2 separate regions of the Pan troglodytes genome follow, and region 2 is linked to region 1. The links are chromatin contacts, called in public Hi-C maps. All regions are on one chromosome and are shown on one strand. Each heading gives the region's core, a stretch centred on a gene start, on an enhancer-like site or on the middle of the called end of the contact. The rest is flanking DNA. Distances are from core to core; before and after follow the strand shown. Region 1 overlaps PARD3B (par-3 family cell polarity regulator beta). Region 2 holds the start of NRP2 (neuropilin 2).

Region 1 (2,998 bases), core at 369-2,868:
GTTCCAAGTGATATTTACCAGAAGGTGTAGATAAAATGCTCTGAGCATCTGAGGCAGAGGAGAATGCCTCCAGATAAAGGAATCAGGGAAAATACTATGGTAAAAGTGTCATTTGAGCTGAACCCTAACTCATGAATAGCAGGTGGACATGAGATGAGCCCAGGAAGAAAGGGCATTTCGGGAGGGAAGGGCAGCAGAAGAAACAGCATAGATGGGAGAGTAAATTGATTTGTACAAGGTGGAGCTGATCAGCCAGATGATAAAGCCCAGAGTGCAAGAATAAGGTATGCAGACTTCATTTGGTAGATAGTCAATCTTATTGCAGGGTTTTCGCAGGTAATACACAGAATGAAACCTGGGTTATTTGTGTGTGTGTATAACATGGATTGGGTGAATGGAAGAGGTTTGATATCCCCTGGAAGCCAGGACTCTTTGGATACCTTTTAGGGCAACTGCAGTCAGAGGTACTGAGCATCTGTGCAGGGGAGGCTAGAGAGAAGCACTCAGATGAGAAACCTTCAAGGGAGAGAGGTGGTTCAGAGATCACCTGGGATTTAGCAACTGTCTTTTTGGCTTCAAAGTCTCCACGGATTTCTTTCCTTCCCTTTTCTGCAAAGCCGTTCCTTTGTGAATTGGGGAGAGAAAAAAGTTTATATTGCTCCTCGCTGCTGTAAATCTTCATTACATGGTATGAACTAGTAACTTCCATCTTCTTTCCACGTCTTCCTTCCTAGTCCCCTGTGTTTTAGGCCTCTGTTCTCACTTCTTTATTAGAACTGCTCTCTTAATCATCAACAGTAATCTCCTTTCAGTCAAAAGTATGACACTGTCTTAGACTTCATTCTTCTTTTCCACTCTGCAGTATTTGGTTATTAAGTCATTCATTCACTTACTCATCCATTCAAAGGCATTTCTGGAGCTCTGAGCCAGACACTGTAGAAAGAACTCAAATGGATTGGAAAGCATCCCTGCCTGCAAGAAATGCAGCATCCCCTTAGAGACAGACACGCAGATAATTAGGATGCAGCCAGCTAAGCATTAGATACAAAATGCAATGGGAGCCTAGAGGAAGAAGCCACTAACTTTGCCTGGAGTTGTCAAGTAAGTTTTCACAGGAGAGCATTGTTTAAGCAGTTTCTTGGAAAACGGAAGAAAGCTCTCTGGACAGAGAAGTGGCGGGAAGGGCAATTTAGGTTAAGGAAACCAGGGATGGGAAAGAATGCAGAGTGTGTTCAGTGTGGCTAAAGCTTGTGATATCTCAGGGAAGAATCAATGGGAAGGGCATTGTCTGCCCTGCTCCATGGGTGCCATGCTTCTCCGGAGAGCAGTGGAGAAGTATTGAAGCGCTTTGAGCCTGGAGATGACAGTATCAGGCAGAGCAGTTTCAGTGATGGAGGGTGGAGGGAATGGCAGAAGCCGCCATAGACAAGGAGGCTGCTCCGACTTGGGACTAGCAAGAGAAGAGCAGGGCCTGGATGGAGGGATCAGAAGCATGGGTGGAGAAGAAAGGGCAGAGATATTTTTAAAATGGAAGGAACAAGTCTTAAGCCTTGAAACTCTCCCCTCCTAGGATCGTGTGACCTGCACCATCCTGCAAGCTGCTGCGTTGCCTAGGTGACCAGCAGCAGCAGGGGTTGGATGTGTGAAACTTGGGATGGAGGAAGGACTGGAAGGGAGCCAGGAGGATTGAGCAAGAAAGGCTCTCCTGCCTTCTGCCTTTCAAAAAAAAAAAAAAAAAAAAAGGGAAAAGCCCTCTCAAAGGAAAAAAGGGTGTTGGAGGGATGAGGCTAATCTTGTAAAAGAGAAAACTGCTATGGCGTGAGGAAAGAAAAACAAATTTGATCAAACTTAATGCCTGTACAAAATGAAATCGGGAAATTGCTCAACCTATTTTTACTATTATGCAATGATTATTACAGAAAAGTTTATAATATGTGGGTCTAAGTAATAAATAAATATAAAGGAAATAAACTTACTGTGAGATCTCAGGCAGAGTTGAAGCTAAATCAGCAGCAGACAGAATATATCGAATATTATTAACAGTTTAGACAACATTGGGCTATTCCCCACATGTTCATATTCTCTTTCTCTCTCTCTCTCTCTGTCTGTTTCTTCATGCACATACCTGAAACTACTCTCACTCATAGAAGCCAATTGTGGAAGTCCATCTGTGGACACCTGAGACTTCAGACATCATGGTTTTTGTCTTGCCTCTCAAAATCTTCATCCCCCACCTTTTCACCTCAGACAGTTCTTGAACATTCATTGTTGGCTCTTATACATCTTTTACATTCCTGGTTTGTCACCATAGTCAAACACTGGCATATGTTTCATGCTACCCTTACTTATTCATTAGGCAGCATAATTTGACGTTGAGTATCGTTTCTATTTGGTAGATTCTCTGGTCGTTCATGCTGAAAACACGGCCTTTATCTAAGACATGTCTTTGGCCTGCTGTCAACTTCCAGCTTCCACCAGCCTTCACTGCAGCCCACTCAGCCATGAGCACATGCTAACTCCCTTCAAAACTAAAATGTCGTATTTTATAGTTAATCATTGTGTCACCCTCTTAATCCAAACACTCGAGATATGTAGCATAAAGTTACAAACCGTTTTACTAGTCTAACTTACATGTCTAAAATATTTTCACATGAACTAACTCAATATGGCACTCACTCATTATTCTGGTGCTCTATATGCCCACATTGGCTCTAATCCTATGACTTATATTACACTCACTTGCCTCCTTAATATCCATCAATCTGATATCAGCCTTATTTGCCTTATTTCCATTTTGTACCGCAGCACAGGGGGCCCTTATATGAAACGTTTTCAAAATGTACACTTGGTCACAATCAAAATGATGGTAACATATATGTGTATGTATATAGATAGATATGTAGATATCTCATTATGATCAATTTAAAGGACATAATCAGATGTGTACATAAGAGCATTTGTTACATTCATATGTACAGTGCAGCCTTTTATTTCTTTG
Region 2 (2,998 bases), core at 339-2,838, 500 kb after region 1:
ATAATGTGGATGTGTTCTCAAGCCTAGAAAGGAAGGAAGAAGGAAGGAAAGGAGGGAGGAAGAGGAAGGAGGGAGGCAAAGAGGGAATGAAAGGTAGCATTTAGGCTAGCCAAGAGACATGCTCCCTGGAAGAACTCAGAGGCCTCTGTGCTGTGCCTTTCCCAACCAGGCATCTGAGATTAACAGTGTGATAGTCAACCTGTGGATTTCCACTCTAAAATCCCGCCCCACCCCCCAACACAGCTTGGCTCAACTATTTGCAAATCACTTCTGATTCAATTTTGTTTTGGTTATCTCAGTGTAAATAACAGTTAAGTGGGAGTTACAGATTTTTCAAACACTAAAAGTGATAAACAAAGCTAATGGGCAAGTCCAGATAAGGAGGGAAACCACCCAGAAGAATCCACAAGTACAAGCCAAGAAGAAAATGGGTAGTCAGGTGTGTGTTTCTCGTCACCGAAACTGTATTTTTCTTAATCTACAGAAAATTTTACTTTCTTAATTAAAAAAAAATCTTAATCTGTAAATATTTTTCTGAATTTTCTTATTTTTCATATACCTCTTTTGTGGCAGAAAAGGTGTACATGTGCAGGGTGTAATTTAGGCTGTTTCTGTTGCAGTCTTTATGATAATGTAGTAATAGGTGTCTGGTGAAGCAAGACAGTTTGGAATCCACAAAGCCATCCTCAGAAACAAAGATACAAGTGTTTCCCCAACTGTTAGCTTGCAGTTCCCTCTAAACAGTTTTCACGCCTCCATTTAAAAATAGTTGGCATAATGATGTTTTCTTTCTCTAGGCTTTGTGACCACGTTTCCATGGGGGAAAATGTGAATAGACGTAGTTACAGTAGCATTTGGATGAGACGCCTTCAAGCACCTATACTTTTTCGGGGGAACTTGATGGAATCCAATTTAATTACCTGAAGAAATTATTTGCTGAAGAAAATCTTTCCTCTTTTTAGCGTAGTTACAAGTTAAAGGCGCAGGGGTAACGAAATCCTAACCCAGAGAGGAGCAGAGCATGTTTGGGACATAACAAAGGATCTGAGTAGTAAACGCCGCGAGTGTTTGGGGTTTTATTCAGACCGGGCTGACGGTGTGTGTCGCCGCCACGCACCGCTGCCTGTTCGAACGCATGGCTGAGCTGCCGACCGGCTCGCTACCCCAAACACCGTACGCCACCCAACTCCTCTTGTAACGCCATCGCGCGTGGCATTGTGTTGGGTTCTGCGTGTGTGGCATCGGAGTCGTGGAATTTAGGGGGAACAAGGCTTTTCCCCCCGTCCCCCCGGGGTCTCCCTTGGGTGGGGGCGACACGGCCAAGGGCGGCGCGCCCTGGGGGTGCCCGGGGGCGCTTCTTCCCCAGGGCGTTACGCACCGGCGGCCCGGCGCGGAGGTGCGCGGGGGCGATCGGGAGATGCGGGGCGGGCGAGGGGTGGTGGGGTGGGCGCCGCCTTAACTTCGATCCTGCGGCGGCCCGAGAGAAGCCGCCGCCGCCCCGCCCGAGCTGGGTGCCGCGGCACTCTGCTCTGCGCCGCGCGTCTCCGCTGCTGCCTCTTTAATCAGGAACACAGAAGGGGCGGGCCCTGAGCCGGCGCGTAATCGGATAGCTCTGCCGCGGCTCTGACATCCACATGCTGCTCGGCCTGAAAAGGCAGTGGGGAGCCGGAGGGGAGGCAGAGATCGCGAGCGAGGCACCAGCCTGCAGCCGGCCCCCAGCACATCCTCAGCCGCACAGACACTCGGCGAGGTGGAGGTGAGGGCGGGCGCCAGCGAACTCGGAGAGGGGCTCGCTCACTCCCAGGCGATCCCAGCCGCCACCGCCGCCGCACCAGCAGCAGCAACAGCAGCAGCAGCTTCCTTCCTCAGACTCCCCTCGAGAGGCTGGCCAAGCGGGTGTAGCCGTTGGGGGAGGCTCCCGCCGGGGGAACCCGGCGAGGACAAGAGCAGGGCGGCCGCCTTCCACTCGGGCTGTCCGGCGGCGGCTGCCTCCGCCCGCGTGTCCGTCAAGGGTGCCACGGGATGTGTGTCAGTTTACGCCTCTGAGATCACACAGCTGCCTGGGGGCAGTGTGATGCCCAAGGCAAGTCTTGGTTTTAATTATTATTATTATCATTATTGTTACGCTTGGCTTTCGGGAAATACTCGTGATATTGTAGGATAAAGGAAATGACACTTTGAAGAACTGGAGAGAACATATATGCGTTTTGTTTTTGAGAGGAAAACCGTGTTCTCTTCCCGGCTTGTTCCTTCTTTGCTGATTTCAGGAGCTACTCTCCTCCTGGTGAGGTGGAAATTCCAGCAAGAATAAAGGTGAAGACAAGCCACCAGGACTCAGGAGGGAAACGCTGACCATTAGAAACCTCTGCATAAGACGTTGTAAGGAGGAAAATAAAAGAGAGAAAAACACAAAGATTTAAACAAGAAACCTACGAACCCAGCTCTGGAAAGAGCCACCTTCTCCAAAATGGATATGTTTCCTCTCACCTGGGTTTTCTTAGCCCTCTACTTTTCAAGACACCAAGTGAGAGGCCAACCAGGTAAGCCACTGAAAGTTTTTTCTATTTATTGCAACATGGTTTCCCCTTTAAAAGTGACCGCTAAAGCAGGAAGGCCACGCAGAACGGCACAGAAGAAGGCTCCCTCAGTACTCAATAATTTAAAGAGAGATCCCAGCCGGCCCTTCCTACACCACCACGGCTGCTAAAACCCAACTTTCCTCTCCTGCTAGGAGTGTGTGTGTGTGTGTGTGTGTTTTGAAACAGAATTTGGCGGTGTTCACATGTCACATATGGACTGAATCAAAGGTTTAAAAATACTACAAAGCCTTTGCATTACAGTTTTTGGGAATTTTTTTTCCCTGTCTTGAAGCAGAACACATCTCCCTTGAGTTTCTCCAACTAGCCAGTGAAATATAAATCATTTGCATTCCCTCCACTTAGTTACATTGAGCGATGTTAACTGAAGGGCTTGGGAAAGACAAGAGTTTAGTTTTGGT

The links. Hi-C and Micro-C count contacts between places; a contact is called where the count stands out from the background.
Region 2: a Hi-C map of stem cell-derived neural progenitor cells shows a contact between it and region 1, with 5 times the contacts expected there. The contact joins the promoter of NRP2 here to the enhancer-like site in region 1. A contact is called at or near these places in 1 of 7 Hi-C or Micro-C datasets (stem cell-derived neural progenitor cells) and 1 of 1 other capture datasets (stem cell-derived neural stem cells).

What each region holds. Positions count from the first base shown.
Region 1 is chr13:107,405,768-107,408,765 of NHGRI_mPanTro3-v2.0_pri, forward strand. The region is part of intron 13 of PARD3B (par-3 family cell polarity regulator beta); the gene reads left to right. Among named protein-coding and RNA genes, the nearest start is that of NRP2, 500 kb to the right of the region's middle. Within about 2 kb of position 1,619, at least 8 of the 24 cell types and tissues checked have an H3K27ac peak or open chromatin away from gene starts, as enhancers often do. A contact at or near this core is called in stem cell-derived neural progenitor cells and stem cell-derived neural stem cells, where this site is marked.
Region 2 is chr13:107,906,934-107,909,931 of NHGRI_mPanTro3-v2.0_pri, forward strand. NRP2 (neuropilin 2) reads left to right here and starts at 1,589. Exons shown (of 17, transcript XM_016950360.4): 1 at 1,589-2,540. The coding sequence starts at 2,468.